2 separate regions of the Zea mays genome follow, and region 2 is linked to region 1. The links are chromatin contacts, called in public Hi-C maps. All regions are on one chromosome and are shown on one strand. Each heading gives the region's core, a stretch centred on a gene start, on an enhancer-like site or on the middle of the called end of the contact. The rest is flanking DNA. Distances are from core to core; before and after follow the strand shown. Region 1 holds the start of LOC100857066. Region 2 holds the start of LOC542114.

Region 1 (5,420 bases), core at 1,302-3,801:
AAAACATAAATATATAAAATACACGAGCTCCATTTTTATAGTGTTAAGTTCAAATAGGCATATATTTTTTATGAAGGAAGAAGTCTATATCTAACTATTAAACTTCAAACTCAGATACTTTTAGCATTAAACTGTTAAAATTAGACATACTTGGCTCACCGAAAGATTTGTTACTATACTTCCTCTATTTTTTATTTGACGTGGTTGTTTTTTTCTCAAAAAAAAATTAATCACTCATCTTATTCAAAAAATTGTATGTCATTTAAAAACTACTCCCTCCATCTCAAAACATAGTTTTGAAGTTTAATGATTAAATCTAGATTGAAATAGATAATCTATTCAATCACTTTGGTTGAGATTTTAGAATTTTGATAATAAATCTAGTTCAGAAAGATGAATTAAAAATACCTTGGTATGGAAAGTTTGAAACTATTTTAAAAAAATTAGAGAAGTCGTATAAAACGTGTCATAGGCGAGTGAGTATAAGGTTTATTTTCAATATAGATGTAGTAGGCGCGGAGAATCCATGAAACAATACTGATTTGAGACAACGTTTAGAAAATAACATCTGGTTTTAAGCAATTAGTAGAAAAACACATGTTTGACCAAATTAATTCAAAAACAACACTCAATCTATATTTTGCATTCTTTTGTTGCTTACACCACATACAAATAGACCAAATTACCCTATTCATTTCATAGCCCCTTTTTATCTCTTTTGTCCGTAAGAAAAACATAAATTGATAAAATACACGAGCTCCATTTTTATAGTAGTGTTAAACATACAATAGACACATGTTTTTTATGAAGAAAGAAGTCTAGATTTAACTATTGATCTTCAAACTCAGATATCTTTGACATCAAACTATTAAAAACTAGACTTACTTGGTTCACCGAAAGGGTTTTGATTGTACTTCCTCTGTTTTTTGTTTGGCGTGGTTGTTTTTCTCAAAAAAATTAATCACTCTCCTTATTCAAGAAAATCATATGTCTTTTAAAAACTACTACCTCTATCCCAAAATATAGTTTTGAAGTTTAATGATTAAATCTAGACTTTTTCCTTTATAGAATATCTATGTTTATGTGTATGTTTAACACTGTACTTAATAATACAACTTATATATTTGTATGCATTTATGCTGTTTTTATGAACATAATAGATACAATACAAAATAAGGCAATGAAATGTCAGGAGCAATCTGATCCATTTGTTCGAGGTGAGAATTAAAATAATAAAAATATAAATAAAGTACTGTTTTTCAAATTCATTCGATAAGACTGGTATTGTTCTCTGAATTACTTAAAAACGAGCGTTATTTTCTCAAACATTGTCTCAAACTGAGCTGTTCCGTGGATTCCTGGCAGCAGGCGTGGCGAGGAGGCAAACCGCGGAAAACGACGCGGTATCATCACTCCGCTTCGCAGGACAAGCACGTGTGTCGAGCAGATGCAGCTCAACGGCTAGCGAGGCACCAAAAGTCAATCGCAGAGCCACGCCCACCCAACCCAATTACCTAAGACTGTCTTCAGCGGTTACCCCTAAATTTCTTCCCCTATATCCCACTCACGTGCCACGTCAGCGTTCTCTTCCCCCTATATCTCCACCCTGTACAGCGGTTCCCCCTAAATCCTTCCCCTATACCCCACTACAACCATAAAATATCATTTTCTATACCTACTTTTCACCTCTTATCAATTTTTCATCTACTAATAATTGGAAGTGGGCCCACGTGAACAGTATTAGAGAGGGTGAGAGAGGCACCACAGAACGAGGGGGAGAGAGAAGCTGGCTAGGGGGAACATCCGCGTAGAGCGCCGGGTAGCGCGAGCCGTTGAACGTATATCGCGTGCACTGTAGCCCCCCAAATTTGGCGTGTGAGAGCGGCAGCGTTATCCGTTGAAGACAGTCTAATGATCCAGCTCCCCCCCCCCCCCCCCCCCCCCAAAAAAAAAACCCAACGCGCATGGATTGTCGCGGTCTTGATGAAGAATGAACAGCATGATAGTGGATGCACATTAGCACTTTTCGAGATGTTGCAGCGTTTTTGAGATCCTGCAACTTCATTCTGCAGCAGCTATAGCGTTTTTGAGAGGTGAAAAGCTGCAGCATTGTTGACACGATGCCCAGCTCTAATGAACACAGCCTAGCTCATGTTGCCACCAATGAGAGCCCTGTTTCTAATGGCATGTATAATTGATGTTTTGAGGTTGAGCTATGTCTTCAAGTGTGTCTAATAGAAAAATATAAAAAATTCAAGACACATATCTTAATGAAGACACTGTATTTTCTTGGTTCTATGATCGAGACATAGAACTGATTGTTTGGTCAATTTAATTTATCAAACGCTCTAATTGATATAATAAATATAATAAGACATAATTTTTAGATATATCTACTGTATTATATTGTGTTTTAGCTATGTCTTACTTAGGTTTTACATGCCTGAAGGGCTGAAGGCCCAACTGGGTCCAACCTCTCTGTTCGGCAAACAGAGGGCTCATTTGTTCTCATTGGAAAAAAAGGTCCAGCTGAAGAAAGGCGAGAAGCCCAGGCCCACTTGTACGCGACTCGCCAACGCCTTTTCCCCCGGGCCGCTGCGATCGCGCCCTACCGGGAGACCGGCGACGGCGAATCGACGAGCTCGCCATGTCGGCCTTAGCGGCGGGCGGTGGCGCCGCCGCCGATGGTGCCCCGGAGGCGACAGCGGCGCCGACAAGGAGGGAGAAGCGGAGGGAGCGGAAGAAGGAGCGCCGCCGGAGGGCGCGGAGGCAGGCCGCGGCGCGCGCTCGTGCGGCGGTCGAGGCGGAGGCACCCGCGGTCGACCCCGAGGAGGAGCGCCGACTCCTTGAGATCCAGGAGGCCGAGGCGGCTGCTGAGTCCGAGCGTGCGCTCCGCGCCTTCGAGGACGCCGAGCGCCGGTGGCTCGAGGCCGCCGCTGCCCGCGCCGCAGAGAAGGCCGCGGCTGCTGCGGCCGAAGAGGATGCAAGGGCTGCGGAGGCTTCCGCTCGAAACAAGGTTATCTCTCCCCGCCATTTCGCAGCTCCTTTAACTGAAAAGTATTAGCCATTTGACAATCCATGTATCCCTTTTCTGCTGCTGGGACGAGCTTGATGGGCTAGTCATTGTTAGTAAGTAGGATGCCAGTTTCTATAGTCACCAATCACCTATGTATTTTAGAAGTCAACAGACTCTTATTCTTCATTTTGATGTATATATATTTTTGGTAGCTTAATCCATCTGTTGAATCCTCTCTGTCAGCAGTGTAATGCATGCTCACATTTTGCACATGTCAATTCTTTATGTAAGTAGCGGAACTCTTATACTCTAATATGACACTAGGAGTTGGGACAATTTTCTGCTCACACAACACACAATGCCATCCCAACCTGAGGGTTTGGGTTACATGTTTATAGCTGCTGGGCAGCCAAGCATATGCTGAGATGCTGTCTAAAATGCTGTCCTAGATGTCGTCTAGTTTAAGATGTCCTAGATATCCTATAGTCTAAGATGCTGTCCTCCACAAAATGACCACCACAAAGAGTTATTCCATCACTTTAAATTCACTAGTTCATGTTTTCAAAAATAAGTTGTAGAAACATTCTAAAATAGTGATCTGGTTACAATTAACTTCCCTCTTGCAGCCTAAAGATGGCCAAGGAAACCAGTCAGAAGAAGATAGTGAATGGGAATATGTTGAAGATGGTCCAGCAGAAATTATATGGAAAGGAAATGAGATCATTGTGAAGAAGAAAAAGGTTAAAGTACCAAAGGGGTCCAAGGAAAAGCTGCAAATTCAGGAGGTCACATTCTATTTGTTATAAATTTCTGTTGGTTCTATTCCTTATGGCTGCTTGTGGGGCAATTTTTTTGAACATACTGCCGATAAAGGTTACTCTAAATGTCTTGTAGGAAGATAGACCTACATCAAATCCGCTCCCACCACAGTCTGTTGCTTTGGCTGCTCATAGGAGAGAACCTTCTTTGTCTGCTCAAGAAGTACTTGACAAAGTTGCTCAAGAGACTCCGAATTTTGGAACAGAACAGGCATGCTCCATTGTTCTCTATCTATTAGGACAGAAATGCCCTATATATTTATTCTGTTACAACAGAAATAAAATACAACTTGTTCTCTACTTAACATTTTACCTTTTTCTGTTTCTTTTATTTCTTTAGGATAAGGCCCATTGTCCATTTCATCTCAAGACAGGGGCTTGTCGCTTTGGATTGCGCTGCAGCAGAGTTCACTTTTACCCTGATAAATCAATCACATTGCTAATGAAAAACATGTATAACGGTCCAGGCCTTGCTTTGGAGCAAGATGAAGGGCTTGAGGTTTGTTAGAGGAAATTCTCTAATGCATAACTTTGTATCCTTAAACTACTGTTTATTTACGTTTAAGGATGCTCAATTTTGGTTTCATGGGCAGTGCCATTTTAAGTTGTGATAGTTTAATACTAAAGCAAGCTCATGTCAAAATAACAAGTATTCCACTTTAAGCTTGTAAGCCTTTATAAGAAGACATGAGTATAAATAACTGACTACTTGGAACTATTTGAATTTTTTTAATCTACTGCTCAAGATAACTCTTACCCCAAGTTTTCCTTGGCTACTATCAGACTCGCGACAGATTGCATGTTCTTTCGTGTTATCTTCAGAACTTCGACTTGAGGCATACAGTGATCAGACCAGTTGATTTCACTTGATTGAGGACGTCTTGAACTTTGATCTGCTAATGTATCCTAAATTATCATGGTCTTGCTGATGTTGCTGAGCTTTTTGATGTTTTCTATTGCTATTAGAAATGTGCCCAATATTTGAAATCGGTACATGTATTGGGTATCATTTATCAAGTAGATCCTTGACAATTTTGATAATATTCGGGAAATTTTAAATGTTGAACCGTTGAGGAGTATTTCTTTTATTGGACGTCTTTGGTGACCATTAGGGTGACAGGTGAATCTATTTTGATCCTCTGTGAAAACAAGAATTCTGTTTGTGAAGTAGAGCTAAATAGACCCTCTACTTTTGGTTCACTCTTTCCCCTTTTTTGTTTCCTATTCCTACTATTAGTGCTAATAGTAATTGCAATAAGGCGTTTGTTTTCTTCAATAGTTTGAACACAGACTAATAAGTTATTCCTTAACATTTTCCAGTTCACAGATGAAGAGATTGAACAAAGCTATGAAGAATTTTATGAAGATGTACATACAGAATTTCTGAAATTTGGTGAACTTGTGAATTTCAAGGTTCTTTGTGCCTCCTTTTGTCCTGAACAACATGATTCCCTAAGCCAATGCTTCACTTACTGCTGTATTCATTATATTCAATTGTCTAGCCGAGTTGGTTAGTTGGTTTGAGTAGCACTCCATAGGTCCTAAGTTCGAATTCCAGTGGGAGCGAATTTTAGGCTGAGGTTAAA
Region 2 (5,420 bases), core at 912-3,411, 570 kb before region 1:
CTTATTCTAAATATACAAACATCATATTCTGTATAAGATTTTCTAACAGAAATATTTGGTGTATTTTCGTAAGGACGAATGCCACTCTTTTAGGATCACTATCAGCATAGGCCTTCCTAAGAACAAATTACTACCACCAGTCTGTTCGTTTTTTTATATATAAGAAAGAAAATATAAATTAAAAAAATTGCACTCGATGCTCAATGATGTGAATATAGGGTGATATCATGGACAATGAATGCTGTAATTCAAAATTGATAACAATACTTTCGCTTGCTACTTGGAAGTAAGTTAGTGTTAAGTTTCTTCAGGTTCATATTGCTTCGAGGAAAGTCCCTAAGTTCTAGGGTCTATTTGGTTGAACTATGGGTTATGGGCCGTGAAAAAAGCTGGTGGCCTGTGAGCTGTAAAAAGCTCAAAACTATTTGGTGGAAGCCGTTAAAAGTTCTTCTATATATTTCCAAAGTTCTTCTATTCAAAAGCCGCTAAAAGTAGGTCTAGAGGTGCTTTCAATTTTGCACTGCGAGAAAGCTGACTTTTGAAAGAAAAAAATTGTTGGCTGCATTGGACCCTTTGGTTTGGCTTGGGGGGGAAGACACAGTCAATAACACTCAGTTGAGCTTACTAGTCCCAAGATCCTATTCCACAAGCTAATCAGAAAAAATGCACATGGTGTAAACAAAAACGTTTAGAACATAAGGTTTTACATATGGTTCTAAGTCAAAACTTACCTTAACAAAGAGTGTGCTAGGAGCTAATATAGAATAGGCATCAACCCCATTAAGATAAGCTTTGACTTCAGGAATACCAGACCCAGCAGCAGCAGGTGCAATATAAGCACAGATTGCTGCTGCAGCTGCTGCCAAAACTAAATTGCAACCTCCATACACAAAAAATGCTCTAATATACCTGCACTGGAACAACACACAATTATTAATTTACTTCAAAGTACTCTGCATATTCAATCCAATGAACATTTATTACTAATAGTAACAACTTTTTATGCGATGAGCTAAAGACCACAAGGAGATGTATGGCAAAGCACAAAAACAACAAAATGAAACTTGTCACCAGAAAAGAAGCTGAAACGTCACCTCCCCTTGAGCATAAGATCGCTCGTGAGCAGCAATTTGAATCCAGCAATGTTCTCAACTGCAAGATTGTTGAAGAAGCCGACAAATCCAGTTAATAGGCCAATAAGGAGCACCAAGCTCCACTTGAGTACGATGTACTGAAATATCTGCTTCTTCTTTCTTGATCGCCAGTCCTGCTTGAAAAGGTCATTCTCCACGACTCTGAAATATGCAGGATATTGAAGGGTGTAAGGAAAGGACCAAAGTGTGCATGAACATTTTCTTTATTTTTGCGATTCAGCAACCATTAAATTACTCTTGGAGGTCATTACACGAGCTGCCATATAGGATGCTGGCACCGCTCCATTTCATAGTTCATCTTCACAGAACAATATCTGGGAATATTTATATTATAGGAACTAGTATTGTTGTGTACCCATCTACTTGCCATTTTACTTAGAGAAGAAAGGAAGATTGGACATAAACATAACTTGGCATACTAAAATTCTACGCAGCAAGTAGTAATCATTATGGAGTTGGCATGAATAAGGAATATGCGAGCATGAACTGATGAAGGAGGCAGTAAGATACTATGTCCTATAACCCGGAACTGTGACGGTTGCTTCTCGCAACGGTCGAACCATGAAGAACAGCTACAGGAACCAGAACCACAACCACAGTTGCTGATTCCTTGTGCCAAGTGAACTAAAAAGCAACGATCGCTCTAAATTCTAACCCACGGAAGAAGATCAACCGGGGTAGGTAGCAACAAAGAAGAACGGGAGACTATGCTTCCCATCTTCAGGATAGGCTGGAGAAAACCCATAAACTTGCAAGCATGGAGAGAAATAGTCAAGGGGGAAAAGGAGAAACTAGAATGCCTACTCGTAGTCCAAGCTCTCGATGGGGCAGACGTTGGCACCGACGATAGCGATCTGCGAGGTCGTGTTCACGGTGCGCTTCCGCAGCAGCGGCTGTTGCGTGCTCCCGCGGTCGGCGCCGCCGTCGTCGTAGCGGAGCAGGGCCTCGGAGGAGCCGTTGTGGTGCGCGCTCCACGGCGGCGGGCCCCCGGCCCCGGAGCCGTCCATGCTCTCGATGTCGTAGCCGTAGCTCCCCTCCCGCTCAGGCCGGCGGGGAGGCCGCCGCGGGGAGTTGCCGTCCATGTCCATTGGACGCCGCGCTCTGCTGCGGTGTTCTCGACTCGTCTGGTGTTGGCTTTGCCTTGCCTTGACGGTCTCTTGGATTACGCAATGTCCGAGCAGAGCCTGCGAGAAATAAATTGGGATGGTAGAGTTGAAACGATTAGGATCGCGTTAATTACTCCTATGTGGCTATGCAGAGGGGGGGAAAAGATTGTGGGGTCAACACGTTACTATTCCGTGCGTGTTGTACAAATAATGGCTCATTGCTATTATGGTATACAAGATTATCCGGAAATCAAAACCAGAATATATAAAGTGTTTGGTTTAAAAAATAAATTAGTTCATCATTTTTTCACTTCTTATTTTTTGTTTGTTTATGAAATATAATGAGTTAATCCATCGTCACCTTATTTTCTATAATTAGTTAATGTTAACATAAGAAATAAGATTATCTCACTAAACTTGAAAAATAAACGTACGATACATCACTTTTTCTTAGATGAAATGATTCCTGAGACCAAACAATTCTCGCAGTATCCTACGCCAGTACGCCAACATGACGCTGGTAGAATTACCTCAAAGTTGGTTGGTACAATACAGTAGCAGATTCGAACACTCTAGGCGCAAGCAACCTGGAACGAAATGGGCGGCCACATGTGGGCCACGCCGGATGGGCCCACAGGCCGGGGACCTGGCTGGCGGTGACATCGCACGCACGGAGGCTGGACCATCCACACACACCGCGGTGGGTCCTCGAGCCACGTGGAGTTTCTGCGGAGACCTGGAAATGTTTATTTTTGTTCAGCGTGGTCTCTTTTTGTATTACGGGTATGGTGCACGTTGGTTCCCGCTTCAGAGGGGACGGACGACGCATCGCTGTCGTTTTGCCGACCAAACGTCGGATTTATATAGTGTTTGGGTTTAAAGACTAATTTTTAGTTCCTCGTCTTATTTTATTTTAGTTTCTTAAATTACTAATTATAGAAACTAAAATAGAGTTTTAGTTTCTTTATTTAACAATTTAGAGACTAAAATAGGCTCCATTTGTTTTGAGGGATGTTTTAATCTTATTTAGTCCCTAAATTATCAAACTGTAGAATTAAAATGGGAATTAAATTGTTTTAGTCGTTAGTCCTTCAAGAATGACTAAAAGGGACTAAACCATATTAATTCTACCTTTTGAGTATTCTTTATTTTAGTTGTATTAATGTTGGGAGGATGCTAAGAGGTATTTTGGTCCTCTTATGATCTATTTAATGTGTCCTGAATATTTTTTTTGTCTCTAGAGCCAAATAAAGTAGCGACTAAATTTTAGTCCTCTAACTGAACTTGAGTCCCTGGACTAAGAGCATCTCCGACAACGTGACCTATAAAAATGCCTTATAATTTAAAAATAAGTAAATTTTATAGAATTTAGGGCACCAACAAAACAGCCCGCTCCAACAGTAAAGCCCCAAATCTAGATTATAGGACAGTCCACTACGATGTAGTATATTTGAGGCACTTGAGAGAGTGCCCTATAGTTTTTTGACAAAATTTGTTGAATTAAGGCACTGTTGGAGTGATTTTTCCTGTGTAGAGCCCTATATTTCAATTTGAGGCACTAGTTTGAGGCATTGTTGGAGATGCTCTAAAGAAACTAAACATATCCTTAATGTCCTTAGTTTAATTTAGTTTATTGCCCCTTTTCTTGTTTGCCGTCCATCATCAGCCTTATAAAATGCGCAGTTTAGTTTCCTCTATGTCCATGCATAATCATGCCCATCGTTTTAGAGCCATCATGTACTGCGATTTGGATGATGACTAACAACGGTATGTCTGTTTGATATTGAATATAAGAGTCAGAGGCACAACACATAGGCCGCGTCATGTTCATGCCATCGTATTTCGTGACAATAATAATACTAATCGCTCCATCTTAAATTATAAGTGGTCCTTATTTTTTCTTAAAAAATTAAAACATTCCAAATTTAACCAAATTTATGTAATAAAATAAAAATATTTGCGATATCAAATATAAGCAGATTCGTTTTTTGTTAATTATTTTTCTATTTTATATATCTACTTGATGCTATAGCGTATTGTGATTTTTTAAAATAGTTTTAAACAAACTCGAGATACTTTGACGTACCAAACAAGTTGAAGTATTTTATAATTCGAAACTAATGAGGTATGACACTACGGATCCACGTCATCGTCATGCCGTGACAACAATGAGGAATGTAGACACGTGATCCATGTCATCGTCATCGTCATCGTCATGTCTACAAACGAGGCATGTAGACACTATGGGACCGGAAGAGATGAACACTAACCAATGGCCCGTAGACACGTCGGATCCAGTCTGGCTTTATTGTTTGTCCCCCATATAAACGTATGATGAAATATCCCATGACCTAGACCAATGCCAAGGAAGAACCTAGTAAAAATTGGCTTTAGTCTCTTCTTTTTTTCACATGTCCTATCCTAATCTATATATATCCTACATGTACCTGAAAGTAAAATATAAACCGGCAATAAAAAAACCTTTTTTCCCAAATCAGTAAGCTCGTATCATAAATACCCCCTTAATCTCAGAGCTAGTGTCATGCAACAAATGGAAAGAGAGCTCTCCTCAAAGAACAATAGACAAGCTAACAAGAAGAGGAGTCCAGATTCATCAGAAAAAAGGGGAAGAATCTCATATCCCGCAGTTACATGTTCTTGGGAGCAGATAAAACGAACATATCTATATTATCTTGTTAATTAAGCATCAAGAGGCTTAGAGCAAGTCCTGAAGCAGTTACCTTGATTTGTAGCGTTGATGGATGGATGAACTTATTATCCAGCAGCCAAACTACAACTTGTGCAGTTCAGGAGCTGTTACAGCATGCATCATCAGATCATCTCTCTCTCTCTCTCTCTCTCTCTCTCTCTCTCTCTCTATCTCTCTCTCTCTCTCTCCTTATATAGCATCAGTGGAAGATGAACGATGCGAGTTGTGTATGGAAGCTTCCAAAGAAAACGCAACTGGGGAGAAGAGTGAGCCTGGGGAGAGCTGGCTGTGGAAGCGAGGTGACTGAATGATTGAAGTGTTCTACTGTACTATACTACTGTGAGGATTTATAGGAAAAGCCCCTCGTCCAATATCATTACATTGCCATACTACAATACATTTATTTATCTACCACTTACTGCTTATATATATAGTCATGTAAAACGTTGC

What was found. Hi-C and Micro-C count contacts between places; a contact is called where the count stands out from the background.
Region 2: a Hi-C map of leaf shows a contact between it and region 1, with 6 times the contacts expected there. The contact joins the promoter of LOC542114 here to the promoter of LOC100857066 in region 1. A contact is called at or near these places in 3 of 25 Hi-C or Micro-C datasets (ear, leaf and tassel).

Annotation. Positions count from the first base shown.
Region 1 is chr5:177,131,001-177,136,420 of Zm-B73-REFERENCE-NAM-5.0, reverse strand. LOC100857066 reads left to right here and starts at 2,551. Exons shown (of 9, transcript NR_182137.1): 1 at 2,551-3,016; 2 at 3,643-3,801; 3 at 3,911-4,045; 4 at 4,175-4,333; 5 at 5,155-5,247.
Region 2 is chr5:177,701,790-177,707,209 of Zm-B73-REFERENCE-NAM-5.0, reverse strand. It overlaps LOC542114, which reads right to left and starts at 2,161. Exons shown (of 7, transcript NM_001111746.1): 1 at 1,959-2,161; 2 at 1,095-1,295; 3 at 732-909. The coding sequence starts at 2,161.